3 separate regions of the Sus scrofa genome follow, and regions 2 and 3 are each linked to region 1. Evidence: chromatin contacts called from public Hi-C and HiChIP or PLAC-seq data. All regions are on one chromosome and are shown on one strand. The core of a region is the stretch at or near the end of the contact, and the rest is flanking DNA. Distances in the headings are between cores, read along the strand shown. Region 1 holds the start of ITPK1 (inositol-tetrakisphosphate 1-kinase). Region 2 overlaps ITPK1 (inositol-tetrakisphosphate 1-kinase). Region 3 holds the start of UBR7 (putative E3 ubiquitin-protein ligase UBR7).

Region 1 (4,985 bases), core at 1,469-3,968:
AAAAAAAAGAGTCCTGGAGTTTCCGTCGTGGCTCAGCGGAAACGAAGCTGACTAGTATCCATGAGGATGCAGGTTCCATCCCTGGCCTCAGTCAGTGGGTTAAGGATCCAGTGTTGCGGAGAGCTGTGGTGTAGGTCCAAGAGGAGGCTTGGATCTGGCATTGCTGTGGTTGTGTAGGCTGTTGGCAACAGCTCTGATTTGCCCCCTAGCCTGGGAACCTCCATATGCTGTGGGAGTGGCTCTAAAAAGACACACACACACACACACACACACACACACACACACCAAGAGTCCTTGGGAGTTCCTGTCCTGGTGTATCGGAAACAATCCAACCAGGAACCATGAGGTTGCGGGTTTGATCCCTGGCCTCGCTCAGTGGGTTAAGTGTGGCGTTGCTGTGAGCTGTCGTGTAGGTCGCAGACGCCGCTCAGATCTGGCTTGGCTGTGGCTGTGGTGTAGGCTGGCAGCTACAGCTCCGATTAGACCCCTAGCCTGGGAACCTGCATATGCCGCAGGTGCGGCCCTCAAAAAGATAAAAAAAGACAAAAAAAAAAAAAAAGAGTCCTTGGATGAGACAGTGACAAGCCCCATTTGTGATGGTGGCCTGCTGAGGACCACCTAATACCTACCCTAATTCTCCCCACAATGTTTTAAGGCAAGCATTACTTTTTTCACCTGGAGCTCAGAGGCAGAACTTAAATGACTTGCCTAAGCTGGGAGGAGCTGAACTCAGACCCCAAAGCTAGGTCTTTCTGAAGCCAGACTGTTCTCGCTCTCCTTTATTTTTTTTGTGGCTGTGCCCAAGGCATACGAAAGTTCTGAGGCCAGGGCTTGAACCCGAGCCACAGCAGTGACAACACCAGCAGTTCCCAGGTCAGGGATCCAACCTGCGTAGCTATTGCGATCTGCGCCACAGCTTTGGCAACAAGGGAACTTCCAGGGACCTCCTGTTCTTCTTGTTTACCTCCAAAGCGGTAGGACCTGAGGCCCAGAGAGACTAAGTGGCCGGCAAGGTCACCCAGCAAGGGTGCCAGGGGAGGGGGATGGGTAAAGGGTGGCGCTAGCTGAGAGGTGGAGACAGGGGGCAGGTGTGCTCACTGCCAGAGTCTGGTGTGGACAAGTCTCACCTAGTAGCAGCGGGAAAGCCATGGGGAAGAAGGATGGGGAAAGTTGGAATTAGGGGAAGAAGGCAGGCCCCCAGGGGCTGGGCCTTAAAGACAGCGTTCAAGTTTGGTCAAGGAGAGTCTGTCCCTAACAGCTTGGTTCTTTCACTTCTCCCAGCCTCCGTTCAAGCTATTCTCTTTTCTCAGGCCCGTCGAACTCCTCCGTATTTTCCACGGCCAGCTTAAATGTCTTCCCTGAAAGTCTGAGACGCCCTCCAACCCTCCCTCCCATTCATTTTTCTTGCCGGTGTCTGGGGAGAGATGCTCGCTTCTCCCCCAATCCTCCAAGGGCTGGATGCTTCCCTAATGCCCACAGGGCGTGGGCAGGCAGGGTGGGGCTGGTGAACTAAGGGTGCTGGGCCTGCAGCTGCTCTGCGTCCCCAAAGGAAAGTGTCTTCTGGGGGTGTCCCACCCTGATCCTCGATGCTTCCAGCCTCTCCCCTCCCCCGCTGGAGGGGACCCGAGTGTGATTGGCGGGCAACCTCTGAAGCCTGCGAAGGCCCCTGAGTGTCCATGTCCTCACCCGAAGTGCCCCCATGGGCACAGCCTGGGTCTGTCTCCTTCAGGGAAGACGGGTGATATCATTGAGTGTCTGTATCTCTCTCCCGCCCCCCTTCCTGCTCCTTCTGCTGCACTCGGAGGTCAATACTGCTGGGACTACAGAGATGCTTTTGATGAATGAAACTCAGTGGCTCGATCACTCCCAAAGGACAGGCAGAAAATCCCCCACCACGACTCCTCTCGCTCCTATACAAAGTAAAAGCACTTGGCAAGGGCCGCCCTAAAGCCGCTACTGAGCCCTCCACCCCCCAGGCTCAACAGCCTGATCCTCGACACAAACGCGCACCAAAGAGCAAGGCGGGGAAGGCGCTGCGCCTTTAAGAGGCGGCGGGCGGCGCTGCCCCCTGGCGGCCGGCTCCGCCGCGTTTCCTCCGGCCTGGTCCAGCGGTCCTGCCGGCCGGGTCAGCACGGTGGCAGCGGCTGGGCCGGGCTCGGCGAGAGCGCGGGCTGCGCGCGAGGACGACGACGGAGAGGAGAAGGAAGTGGCAGCGGCGGCGGTGGCCGCGGCGGCGGGTGAGGACGGCGGGGCGGGGCGGGGTGGGGCTGGGGGCGCTGGCGGCCGCGTGCGCCCCGCCGGGGTCCGAGCGCGCCGGGCAGCGCACGCGCTCCGCTCGCATCGGCCAAACGCGCCGCCCGGGGCTCGGAGGGGGAACTGCGGGCGAGAACGGGAGGGAGGGCGGGGAGGAGGGGCTTGGGGGCGGCGCGCAGCCCCGGCGCGGTGGCCGATCGTCCGCGGCCGCCGCTGGAGGGCGTGTTGCTCGGTCCCCAGCGCCGGGAGGGCGGCGCCAGCGAGGGAGGGCCTCCCTCCTCTTCCCAGCCGGGCCGGGCCGGCGCTCGCGAACTTGCGCGCCGGGAGCCCCGGGGGCGACGGGGGCGTGGGCGGCGGCGGCGCGGGCGGCCCCGGCGCAGCGGCAGCCAGTGGAGTGCCGCGCTGAGCGCCGCTCCCTCCGCCCGGGCGCCCGCCCCGCCCCGTCCCGCCCCTCCCGGCAGGACTGCGCGCCCGGAGCCCCGTTCCGCGTCCCCGCCGCCGGGAGGAGGTGCCGGCACGCTCGCGGCGCGCGCCGGGCCGCCAGACTCGGCCTGTGGGCGATTTCCTCCGACCCGAGCTCTCCGCCCGAAGAGGAAGATGCAGACCTTTCTGAAAGGGAAGAGAGTTGGCTACTGGCTGAGCGAGAAGAAAATCAAGAAGCTGAATTTCCAGGCCTTCGCCGAGCTGTGCAGGTAAGGAGGGACGGGGCTCCGGCGCCCGGGGACCCCCGGCCTGAGCCCGGTTCAGCCTCAGCGGCTGGTTCGGGAGATTAGAGCAAAACGGGAAGGAGCGGTGCGTGGGGACACGGAGTCCGAGTAGCCAGGTGGCTGTGGTGGCCGCGGGCTGTGTACGAGGGAAGCAGTTGCCAGTATGGGCGGTGTGGCACGGACCAGGGCTCTCAGGTGCACTGGGTCTCCCGGTAGGGAGACCCCTGGCTGCCCAGGGCGCGGTGGGAGCACTGCTAAAGGGGGCCGAGGGACCTGGGAAATCGGGGGATCCACGCCGTATGCCTGTGGCTGGAGGTACTTTTGGACTGGAGTGTTTTTTCTTGCTTGGGCCTCTTCCCTTCATGGGGAAGGGCTCCGAGGTTCGTATGCTCGTGGACCACCTACTCTGTGCCCCGCCTGTGCAGCTGTCTTTGCAAGAAGCTATCATCGCATATCACTGGGTTAAGCCTCTTTGAAGCGAGTAGCAATACTTGGCATGTATGTGATTTGCTGTCTCATTAGAGCCTCGCACCAGCCTTGAGAATTGGCTGGGTTGGTGATTCTGGGCCACGTGTCTGAGAAGGGGGATCCATCCACAGAGAGGTGGGGTACCTCCCCCTGGGGTCCCACAGCAGGGAGTGGCTTGATGCCTAAGAGGAGGTGGTGGGTAAATGCTTCTGGTCTAGAACGGCCTTCCTCCCTCTGGGCTCCCCCCCCTCCCCCACCACTGGTCCTTCTGGGGTGGAGGCTCCGGGTGTTTTAATACGATGGAATTCTTAGTCCATTACAGATGCATCCAGTTTTGGGTCAGGTCTGCCTCACCTTGCTTCACTACAGTGGCTTTGGCTCTGAGAAGCTGTTAGTTAAATACTGTTCTCCGTGAAAGCCTAAGAGAATCAGGCTCCCCCAGGCTTTTGCAAACTCTAGGTGGAAGACCTTTTGTTATGCAGTGTCTCCACTTGGTAGATTTGATTCTTGAAAATGGACCCCCCCTTGCATTTTTATCCCTGTTGGGTCACCAAACATAATGATTGGGTTTCCTTATCTCCCCTTGTGCGGAGCAAGTGGCTGGTCAGAGCTGGCTGGTGCAGGCCCGCCTGGCAGCACCTCTGTGCCCCTCATGCCTTTTCCCAGGGCCTGCTGCTCCTTTGCCTTGTTCCAGCCCCCAAGGCGCTCTTCTCGCTGCAGCCAGAGGGGCGCCCCTTGTATACAACAGCTCCTGGTTCTGCGTCCCTTGGTCTGGGGATAGGGCCTTGTCTGCCTTGCCTCACGCTGGCTTCCCCAGGAGAAAGCAAGCTTTTCATGGTCAGTAGGGCATGCCGAGTGGCCGGGGAATTCACAAGGAAACTAGGAGGAACTTGCAGCCAGAGCTTTGAAAATGGGTCTGAGGACTTTTGGAACATTCAAAAAGGGCCCTCGCACCTAGCCCTGCAGAGACACGCACTTGTGGAAGATGTGCCCTGGACGCCGAGGACATGTGGAGAAGCCCCTAGACCTGATCTTGAAGTCTGGTTCTGGCGTTAGGTGCCCGAGTTCCCTGCAGTCATCTAAGACTTGGGAAATCCCCACTGATACCTTGCACCCTTTTTCCTGAGGTCTGTCTGTATTTGTGTCATCCTGTGTCTGCAGCTAAAGCATGAGGCTTGTCATCTGGTTGGTATGTTTTGCTTGGTAATTAGGAAGCTCTCGTGAAACACTTCCAGCCAAGACTTGAGGCTGGGTCTTCAGGCTGGACTTGCAGTTGGGTTTTCCCTCTTCATGGACCCTCCTGCCTTTCATCAGGGGGTTCGGAGCAAGCTCTGATGTCAACCATTCTGGGGGGAAATCCAGCACGGAGTTCTTTCTCTGAAGGGATTGTGGCTTTCCAAGTCTAGTTGGCTTCTTCTGGCCGAAACGTTGGCTTCAAAGAGAGGAAGGAAAACATCTAGGTCATTCTAGAACCTCAGGAATCCCACTTTGTGTTTTCATCAGGGGAGCTTTAGCTAGTTTTGTCACTTAAGCTTAAGAAGGAAAAGAAAACACCAA
Region 2 (4,985 bases), core at 1,212-3,711, 130 kb after region 1:
TAATCCTCACCATGACCCTGTGAGAAAGGCACTGCTGCTGCCACGTAACGGTGGGGACACTGACAGGCATTGTGTCCCGTTGGCTAAAGCTACTGAGCTACTGGGGGCAGAGCTGGGGGATTGATACCCACGCCATCTGGGTATCCTCTTAGCCAGTGGTTCCTGAGTCCGGCTCCGACCCCCATGTGTACTGCCTCCTCCACCCACACTGTCCCTGAGCCCGACAAGGAGGGGCTGAGGCTATGATGCATGCAGTGGGGGCCTCTGTCTCTGCTGCCTGGGGTGATCCCCAGAGCTTCCTGGTGCTCTGGCACCACCACCTGGCACTGCTTGCGGGCGCCCTCTGGTGTCCAGGCAACGACATTGTCTAGGAAGGTCCCTGGTGTCCACTGTGCCTCAGTCATGGAGTCTCTGTCCCATAGGGTTATGGTCCTTTTCGGGGACAGTGACACATTGGAGTGGGGAAGGATGGGGCTTTGGCACTGACAGGTCTGGCTGGGCTCAAATCTCAGCCCTGTTCGTGGGGCCTGGGCTGTCACTGGCTTGCTGAGTCGTTTGCTCACCTGTCAGGGCTGCCATCCCCCAGGGGGAAGCGTGCAGAAGGTCTGGCCAGTTCACTGCAGCAGGTGTGGCCCAGAGTTGGGCACCCAGGTCCGTCTCTTCTCCTCGGTCCCACAGGGTGCCCGGGCTTTGAGCAGGAGGCATGTGAGCAGCTGGTTGGTAGTAGCAGGGTCTGGAGGACACAGAGGACAGTAGGGTGTAGCCCCTCCTCTACCCGGGAACTGTTGCTCCTGAGTCAGGGTCAGCTTCTAGCCCTGATTTTGTGTCCAAGGCCGAATTTGGGATTAGCCTGCCAGGAAAATGCTTCACACACTTATCAGGAAGGCTTGTGAGGCGCTGGCCCTGATGGTACCCACCTGCCATGAGTCCCCGAGGTCGGCCTGGGTTGTGGGTTTTAGACCACACATGATACGTTGTAACCAGACGAGTCCTGGGTTCTTGAGATTCTTTTTTTTGGCTGCCCCTCAGCATACGGAGATCCCCCCTGGGCCAGGGATCGGATCCGAGCCTCAGTTTCACCATACACCACCGCTGCGGCAACACTGGATCCTAAACTCACTGTGCTGAGCTGGGGATCGAAGCTACATCCCAGCGCTCCCAAGACACCTGATCTGTTACACCACAGCAGGAACTCCTTGAAATTCTTTTTAGCTTTAAATGAATGCTGGCCTCTGCAACCCTGTGCCCAGGTCCCTTCCAGGCAGTGCACCCCTCTCCCTCCATCCTCCCTGAACACCCGCCTGGCTTTATTTTTAATTATATCAGTTTTATGGATTTATTATAAAGTTCACAATACAGTCGCCCCTCAGGATCTGTGGGCAGTTGGTTCCAGGATCTCCCCTGCTACCAAAGTCTGAGGACACTCGAGGACCTTACGTAATAAAACGGTGTCGTATTTGCACATAGTCTATGCATGCCCTCCTGTATACCTTGCATCGTCTCTGCATGACTTATAATACCCACCATAAGGCACATGCCATGTAAATAATTATAAATACAATACAAATAATGTGTAAATACTTCCTGGCACCTGGCAAATTTTGGAACTTAATGGAATATTTTCTTCGCCCCCCCCAATATTTTTCCATTCATATTTGGATGAACCTCACAGATACAAAGGGCTGTCTGTATACATATTTTTTAGTATAAATGTTATTTTAAGTAATTTTAGACTTGACAAAAAAGTTGCAAAAAACGCTACATGCAGTACCCATGTACCTTTCGCACAACTGTGTCCCATATTAGCATCCTGTGTGACCATGATACCTTTGTCTAAGCCCAGGACAGTCACATCAGTAGCAATCAGGAGTTCCCTTGTGGCACAGTGGAAATGAATCCAACTAGTGACCATGAGGTTGCAGGCTCAATCCCTGACCTTGCTCAGTGGGTTAAGGATCCAGCTTTGCTGTGAGCTGTGGTGTAGGTCACAGACAAGGCTCGGATCTGGTGTGGCTGTGGCTGTGGTGTAGGCTGGCAGCTACAGCTCCGATTCGACCCCTAGCCTGGGAACCTCCATATGCTATAGGTGCGGCCCTAAAAAGACAAAAGACAAATAAATAATAAAAATGAAAATATGGACCGTTCCATTGCTGGAAGCATCCTCCTTGCACTGGGCCAGGCTAACGTTTTCTGTTCTTTTGGAATATGTACAGCCAGGGAGAGCACTTCGAATAGTATTTTTTAAAATGTCTTGCAAACAGAAAAGGCTGCTGCATCTCGGGACTTGGAACTGAGTGGCGCAGCCAGCCTGCAGGTCCGGAAGAGGGCCATAAATCAGTGGAAACAGCTGCCACGGAGTTAATCCACATTTCCAGCCGCCGTCTCCATGAGCTGGAACGGGACTCGGGAGTGTCCCTGTCTCCGCCTGGGCCCGTGCCTGGCTTCTCTACTCTTGGCCTTGAGCACGCCCGGTGCAAATAGCACTCTGTCCCCTTGAGATGAAACAGGTCATTAGCTGAGTCAGACAGGAGGGACACTGCGTGTCCAGCAGACCAGGGCCATGTCAGAGCAGGGAGCGTCAGACCTCTGACCTTTGTTTCCCTCTGTCCCAGCCTGGAAGCACCCCCTCTCCAGTGTTGTCCCAACAGCAGTCTGTAGCTGGGAGTCAATGATCAGGCTGCTGGCAGGGAGGTATCAGCTGCAGCAGAGCCTGAGGGCCCCTCAGAAGCTTCCAGGAGCAGGGTTGGCACTGCAGCCACTGCTGAAATGCCCCCACCTCCACCCCAGCCCAGTGTCTCCCAATTACACAGTCAAGGTCCCCCTTGGAAAACTCACAGTAACCAGAGTCTATTCATTTCTCATTGCTGCATCATAACAAATAACTACAAACTGGCTTGCAACATCCCCTCGCCTTTATCATCTCATGGTTCGGTAGGCCAGAAGTCTACCTGATGTGGCTGCTTCAAGGGTGTCACAGGTGGGAATCAAGGTGTCAGAGGGGCTGAGTTCTCATCTGAAGTTCCCGAGGAAGAAGCTGCTCCCAAGCTCATGCTTGTTGGCAGGACTCAGGTCCTTGGGGCTGTAGGACTGAGGTTTCCTTGCTGACTGTCAGCAGGGGGCGCCCTCTGCTCTTACAGCCCCCACATTTCTTATCACTGGTCTCTCCATCTTTAAACCAGCAATGGCATGTCTAGCTAGCCCTTCTTGGGCTTCAGGTCTCTGACCTCCTCTTCGGAGAAAACTCTGCCTTTTTTTTTTTTTTTTTTTTTTTTTTTGATGGCAACACCTGCAGCATATGAAAGTTCCCAGGCTAGGGGTCAAATCAGAGCTGCCTCTGAGGCTTACACCACAGCCACAGCAACACCAGATTCGAGCCACATCTGCGACCTATGGTGCATCTTGTGGCAGTGTTGGATCCTTAACCTACTGAGTGAGGCCAGGAACTGAACCCACCTCCTCACAGACATTATGTCAGCTTCTTTTTTGTTTTAATGATTTTTATTTTTTTCCATTATATCTGGTTTACAGCAAGGTGACTCAATCACACATACATATATACATTCTTTTTTCTCACATTACCATGCTCCATCATAAGTGACTAGATATAGTTCCCAGCAGGACCTCATTGCTTATCCATCCCAAAGGCAATCGTTTGCATCTATGAACCCCAAACTCCCAGTCCAGCCCACTCCCTCCCCCTCGGCAACCACAAGTCTGTTCTCCAAGTCCATGAGTTTCTTTTCTGTGGAAAGGGTCATTTGTGCCCAGATTCCAGCTATAAGTGATATCATGTGGTACTTGTCTTTCTCTTTCTGACTTACTTCACTTAGTTTGAGAGTCTCTAGTTCCACCCATGTTGCTGCAAATGACATTATTTTGTTCTTTCTCATGGCTGAGTAGTATTCCATTGTGTGTATCGACATCTTCTTAATCCATTCATCGATGGACATTTAGGTGGTTTCTGTGTTGTGGCTGTTGTGACTAGAGCTGCAAAGAACATAAAGGTGCATGTGTGTGTTGGCTTAACCCACTGAGCCACAACGGGAACTCCTAAAAAAACCCTGCTTTTTAAGAGCACCTATGATTCAGGCAGGCCACCCAAATAGCCTCCCTGTTTTATAGTCAGCAATATACCATAGCCTAATCACCATATTTAAAATGCTCATATTGGGCGTTCCCATTGTGGCTCAGCAGTTACGAACCCAACTGGTATCCATGAGAATCTGTGATCTATCCCTGGCCTCGCTCAGTGGGTTAAGGATCCGGTGTTGCTGTGGCTGTAGCGGAGGCCGGCAGCTATAGCTCCAATTCCACCCCTAGCCTGGGAACTTCCATATGCCACCAGTATGGCCCTAAAAAGCAAAAAAGTTAAAAAAAAATTAAAAATTAAGAAAATGAAGTGGTCATGTTTACAGGGATTATGCAGGGTGTGCTGGGGACGGAGTCTTTGGGGATGTTTTAGGACTCTGCCGTCACACCAAGCAAATAATAGTTTTTGTCTGCACACTTAAGTTGAATTTAATTAAGTATCTCCATGCCCTGTGGCCTGTGTGGGCATCTCAGGGCACATGGCCCCTGCCCACCCCATTGCCTGGCAACGTCTCTTGCCATGTCAGCCCTCATGCTCCAAACCACAGCTGTGCCAAAGCTCTCAGGCTGCTGCACCCCACCCCCACTCCCACCCCTGTCTCTTGACCTTGAAGACACAAACTTAACCTCTTGGTGTCTCCCCTACACGATGGTGATAAGAGTGACCTCATTGCATCACTGGAACGCTCCATCGCGTGGACTGAGGCCGGCGGGTGAGCGGCAGGGACACAGCGTGAGCCCATCCGCACTCAGGAGGCGCCGCTTCACCCACCTCCCCTTGGGGTCTGGGGGAGGAGCCGCTTCTAGGCCCGGCTCCCAGTCCCTGTCGCTGTCTGAGCTCTGCGGCCGGCAGGCCTGCGTGGAGGAGCCCTGGCCTCCCCTCCTGTCCACTGTCC
Region 3 (4,985 bases), core at 752-3,251, 71 kb before region 1:
ACCCTGAGGTTGAACGTTCAATCCTTGGCCTTGTTCAGTGGGTTAAGGATCCAGTGGTGCCATAAGCTGCGGTGTAGTTTGCAGAAAAGGATCAGATATGATGTTACTGTGGCTGTGGTGTAGGCCGGCAGCTACAACTCCAATTAGACCCCTAGCCTGGGAACCTCCATATGCCGTGGGTGTGGCCCTAAAAAAACAAACAAAAAAGTGTTTTTTAAGGAAGTCTGTTTTTAAAACCTAACTATATTTCAAAAAATAACTTCTGCACAGACTTAAAAAAAAAAAAAAAAAAAAAGGAAAGCACAGGAGTTCCCACAGTGGCGCAGCAGCAACGAACCCAATGAGGTTGTGGGTTTGATCCCTGGCCTTGCTCAGTGGTTTAAGGATCCGGCTTTGCCATGAGCTGTGGTGTAGGTCACAGATGTGACCCGGATCCCGCGTTCCTGTGGCTATGGCATAGGCCAGCAGCTGTAGCTCGGATTGTACTCCTAGCCTGGGAACCTCCAGCGGTCCCTCCCTAAAACACAAAAAACAAACGAACGAAAGCACAGAAGAAGTTGTTTCGGGGGTGACCAAAGGTTTTAGAATACCAGCCAACATTAAATACATCTGATACCAGGTGTATTAAAAAAAAGCCCTACCCAGTAGTTCCTGTCATGGCTCAGTGGTTAACGAATCCGACTAGGAACCATGAGGTTACGGGTTCCATTCCTGGCCTTGCTCAGTGGGTTAAGGATCCCACGTTGCTGTGGCTCTGGTGTAGGTCAGCAGCTGCAGCTCCGATTCGACCCCTAGCTTGGGAACCTCCATATGCTGCGGGAGCGGCCCAAGAAATGGCAAAAGAAAAAGAAGAAAAAAAAAACCCTAACCATTCTGCAGTGTAAATTCAACTGGTCAATGATGACAACTGGTATTATGATCTCAGTCCACACCACACAATGACCCTAAGTCTCTCTCCTCACCCTCCAACGTTCCACTCCACACGCCCCCCGCCAAGGAACCTTCCTCCTACCAATTCTCACCTCTTATTAGTTTTCTTCTACCCACCTTTCTCCATTTTTGTACCTAGAATATAGGATGAGTCACCCAACACTACATCACACCCCCTCAAAGCCTTGTTCACAACATCTTCCAAGTGCTCGCTCTCCTCCCCTACCCCCACCCCTTCGCCAGAGCCACCAGCTGTTCGGGTTCCGGTCTATCCTCCTGGGTAGCAGACTGCACAGAGACATGGTACTTGCTTCCTCTCGCCAAAAAACCAGATAGCACTTGTCAAACTAAATTGCAGAGGACCAGCTGTCCAAGTGCCCAGCCCACATGGGGAGATTTTCAGATCCAGAGATCTCTCCTTTATCTCTGCTTTGACTCCCACCTGGTTCCTAATAAATACTAAGGATGGGAAAATTAGGGACAAAGATGTCTGGATTTGAGAGGACACGAGGATGGTTTCGTGAAAAACACCCGGGGCACCGAGAAGAGACGGGAGAGGAAGGAAAGGCTGCTCCAGGGTCAAAGCCTAGAGATCCTGGGGGGTCGGAGGAAAACCGAGGGACGAAGGGGGCCCTGCCGGACACAAGCAGAGGAAGGGGGCTCACGAGACTAAGGGTAAAAGGGCGGCTGAGCCTGGGATGAGGAAGCCTATGACAAACAGTGACCCCGGACTACCACGGAGGTGCCGGCCTCGGCAGGCGGGAAGAGGGAAGGTAAGTCCGGGAAGAGAAGGTCCAGGGGAGCCGGGGGAGGTAAGGCCCGGCCGCGCGCCCACCTGCGAGTAGGAGCACTTCTCGGAGTCGCTGCCGCCTAGTACGGCGCACGCCTCATTCTCCAGCTCCTCGTCCTCCTCAAGTACATCGACCAACGATACCACGGGCTCCAGCTCCGACTGCCGCCCCGCGGTCCCCTCGGCTCCAGCCATCCTCAACTGTCACCCGGACCGCCGCTCAGCCCCGGCGGAGGCGGGAAAAGCGGGCGCGAGGGGCGGGGCCGTAGGAGGCGGGGCCTGGGTGCCTGGAACCAATCCCAAAGACGCCGAGAGAAGGAAGGGGGAGGAGCGACTTCCGACAAACGGAAGTCACTCCTCTTCCTTCTCCCGCCTGCGCCCGCGCTTGGCTGGTTTCCGCTTCCGGGTGGCGTATCCCTGTGGCGCGTTCTTGAAGCTCAGCGGTCGCCATGGAGCTGTTGGGCGAGTATGTCGGGCAGGACGGGCAGCGGCAGCGGCTACGAGTGCCCTGTGAGGCGCCAGGCAATGCCGACCATTTCCAGGGCTTGCTGTCGGGCGTGGCTCGGATGAAGGAGCTGGTGGCCGAGCTCTTCGGTTCCCCGGTACAGGGGGAAGCTCAGGACCGGGTGGCGGCGGCTCCAGAAGAGGCCTTGGACGGTGAGCTCTGGGATGGTGCTGGAGCGACTGGAGGGAGGGCAGGGGCGCCCCGGGAAAAATCTCAGGGAGCCCGTGTAAAACAGCAGACTGGAGAAAACTGGAGGAAGAAGGATTCCTACTAAAAATTGTTAGCACCTTCCGCCAACTCTAGGCCTAACCTGGGCTCACCTAGCAGGGCTGTTTTCACGACTCTTTTCATTTATATCACACACACACACACACACATACACGCACACACAAAACCAAAGAAAAGCGGGCCGAACCCCTGCTGCTCTGTGCCAATCATTGGACTGAGCTCTGAAGAAAGAATGAGGGTGAATGCGGCTTAGTTCCTGTCGTTGCGGAATTTTGATGAGTGATTAAACAAGTAAACGCTCTCATTAAAGAGTGGAAAGATGACCCTAGGATCCTCCTATAACTATTCGAACCTAGAGAACCCAGGAAGACCTAATAGTGGGCATGTCTGGCTTTTAAGCTGGGTGTTGAAGGATGAAAAGGAATTCTCCCAGCTGTGAAATTACGTTTGGAAGACTGCGGTCCATCGCAGAATAGGAGCGGGTTCCTAAGATTGGAAGAGATTTCAGATAAACAGGTGTTTACTCTCAGGGACTCCTTTCCTTTCCCGGTTTTGTAGGTGCAGTTTGAAAGTGGAAACGGGAAATTTAACTGGTTTAGTTTTTGGGGGGTTTTTTGTTTTAAGTCTTGTCTTGAATAGGTAGATACATTTTGACTGCCTTAAGCTTAAGAACCTAAGCATTAAATATTGGAATCAGGACTTAACTCCTCTGTACAGGCTCTTAAACTAATAATGTGAAGGAACCAATTCAGAATATTACACAAACTTCAGACAATGGATTGTTTCCGTGAGAGTGAAGTCCTGTTTCTTGACTCCAAAAGTTCCTCTTTAATCAGTTGCAAATTTTATCGTTGGAATAAGGACAGGTATAGGTAGAGCCATTGAAAAAAAAAAAGTGGGAGTTCTCATCATGGCTCAGTGGAAAGGAATCTGACTGATATTCATGAGGACGCAGGTTACATCCCTGGCCTCCTCAGTGGGTTAAGGATCCGGAGTTGCTCTGAGCTATGGTGTAGGTTGCAGACATGACTCAGATCTGGCATTGCTGTATTGCTGTGGTGTAGGCCAGTGGCTATAGTTCCAATTCAACACCTAGCCCAGGAACCTCCATATGCCTCAGGTGCGGCCCTAAAAAGACCAAAAAAAAAAAAAAAAAAAAAAAAAAAATGGAGTTTATCTTTATTTTGGATGAATTCTTTCTTTCTTTTTTTTTTTTTTACGGCCACATCTGCAGCATAGGGAGGTTCCCAGACTAGGGCTCAGAATGGAGCTACAGTTGCCAGCCTACGCTACAGCAACTCCGGATCGGAGCCATATCTGCAACCCACACCACAGCTCACAGCAACACTGGCTTCCCAACCCACTGAGTGAGGCCAGGGATCAAACCCACATTCTCATGGATATTAGTCGGATTCTTTTCTGCTGCACTGCACTGGGAACCCCCAGTGTATGAATAATATCTTAATTAGCAATGCAAAATTTTCAGAAATAACAATTATGAAAGAAAAGTGGTAGAATGCAACACTAAAAAGGCAAATAGTGATCATTTTGTAACGTCTAGAAATATCGGGGCACTGTGTGGTACACTTGGAACTAACAGTGTACTTCAATGGAAAAAAAAATCCTCATGTTGACGAAAAAAGACAGTCAGTTACCAAATGTGCAGAAGACTTGAATAGACAGTTCTCCAAATAAGATATACAAATGGCAAATAAGCACATGAAAAGACGCTCAACGTCATTGGCTTTCAAGGAAAGGCAAATCAAATCACAATGAGATTCCATGTCATGTCCACTAGGAAGGCTGTAATCAGAAAGAACACTAACAGATGTTAGCTAGGATATGAAGAAATTAGAGCCCTCATGTGTTGCTGGTGGAAATGCAAAATAGTGTACCTTCTTTGGAAAGCCGTTTGAAGTTAAAGTTATCATATGATCCAGCAATTCTAGGGATTCTTAATTCCATCCCTAGTTCTCCAAGAGAACTGGAAACATGTTCCCATAAAAAACAAATGCACAAATGTTCATAAGCAGCATTATTCATAATAACTAAAAAGTGGAAATAAGACAAATTACAGCAGATATTGTCAGAACATTGTAAATCAACTATACTTTGATGAAAAATTTTAAAAAACACACAAATGTCCATCTACTCGAGTGGAGAAACAATATGTATATCCATACAATGGAATATTATTTAGCAACAAAAAGGAGTGAAGTACTGATAAATGTTACACTTCATGAATGACCTTTGAAAACATGGTAAGTGAAAGCAGACAGACACAAAAAGGCATGTATTTTGCGATTCATTTACATTAAATGTTAAGAATAGGCAAATCTGGAGTTCCCGTCGTGGCGCAGTGGTTAACGAATCCGACTAGGAACCATGAGGTTGCGGGTTCGATCCCTGCCCTTGATCAGTGGGTTAACGATCCGGCGTTGCCGTGAGCTGTGGTGTAGGTTGCAGACGCGGCTCGGATCCCGCGTTGCTGTGGCTCTGGCGTAGGCCGGCGGCTACAGCTCCGATTCAACC

What was found. A called contact is a pair of places that touch in the nucleus more often than the background predicts. HiChIP or PLAC-seq counts read pairs in DNA pulled down with a chosen protein or histone mark.
Region 2: a contact with region 1 is called in a Hi-C map of liver, with 6 times the contacts expected there. The contact joins the enhancer-like site here to the promoter of ITPK1 in region 1. A contact is called at or near these places in 5 of 47 Hi-C or Micro-C datasets (brain, embryonic fibroblasts, heart right ventricle and 2 more) and 1 of 2 datasets of contacts at active chromatin or transcription factors (alveolar macrophages).
Region 3: an H3K27ac HiChIP or PLAC-seq map of alveolar macrophages shows a contact between it and region 1. The contact joins the promoter of UBR7 here to the promoter of ITPK1 in region 1. A contact is called at or near these places in 1 of 47 Hi-C or Micro-C datasets (embryonic fibroblasts) and 1 of 2 datasets of contacts at active chromatin or transcription factors (alveolar macrophages).

Annotation. Positions count from the first base shown.
Region 1 is chr7:114,517,909-114,522,893 of Sscrofa11.1, reverse strand. ITPK1 (inositol-tetrakisphosphate 1-kinase) reads left to right here and starts at 2,718. Exons shown (of 10, transcript NM_001143692.2): 1 at 2,718-2,945. The coding sequence starts at 2,851.
Region 2 is chr7:114,392,022-114,397,006 of Sscrofa11.1, reverse strand. The region is part of intron 4 of ITPK1 (inositol-tetrakisphosphate 1-kinase); the gene reads left to right. Among named protein-coding and RNA genes, the nearest start is that of CHGA, 49 kb to the right of the region's middle. Within about 2 kb of position 2,461, at least 13 of the 83 cell types and tissues checked have an H3K27ac peak or open chromatin away from gene starts, as enhancers often do. A contact at or near this core is called in liver and skeletal muscle, where this site is marked.
Region 3 is chr7:114,587,936-114,592,920 of Sscrofa11.1, reverse strand. UBR7 (putative E3 ubiquitin-protein ligase UBR7) reads right to left here and starts at 2,001. Exons shown (of 11, transcript XM_001926839.5): 1 at 1,766-2,001. The coding sequence starts at 1,915. GON7 (GON7, KEOPS complex subunit homolog) reads left to right here and starts at 2,117. Exons shown (of 2, transcript NM_001167590.1): 1 at 2,117-2,377. The coding sequence starts at 2,170.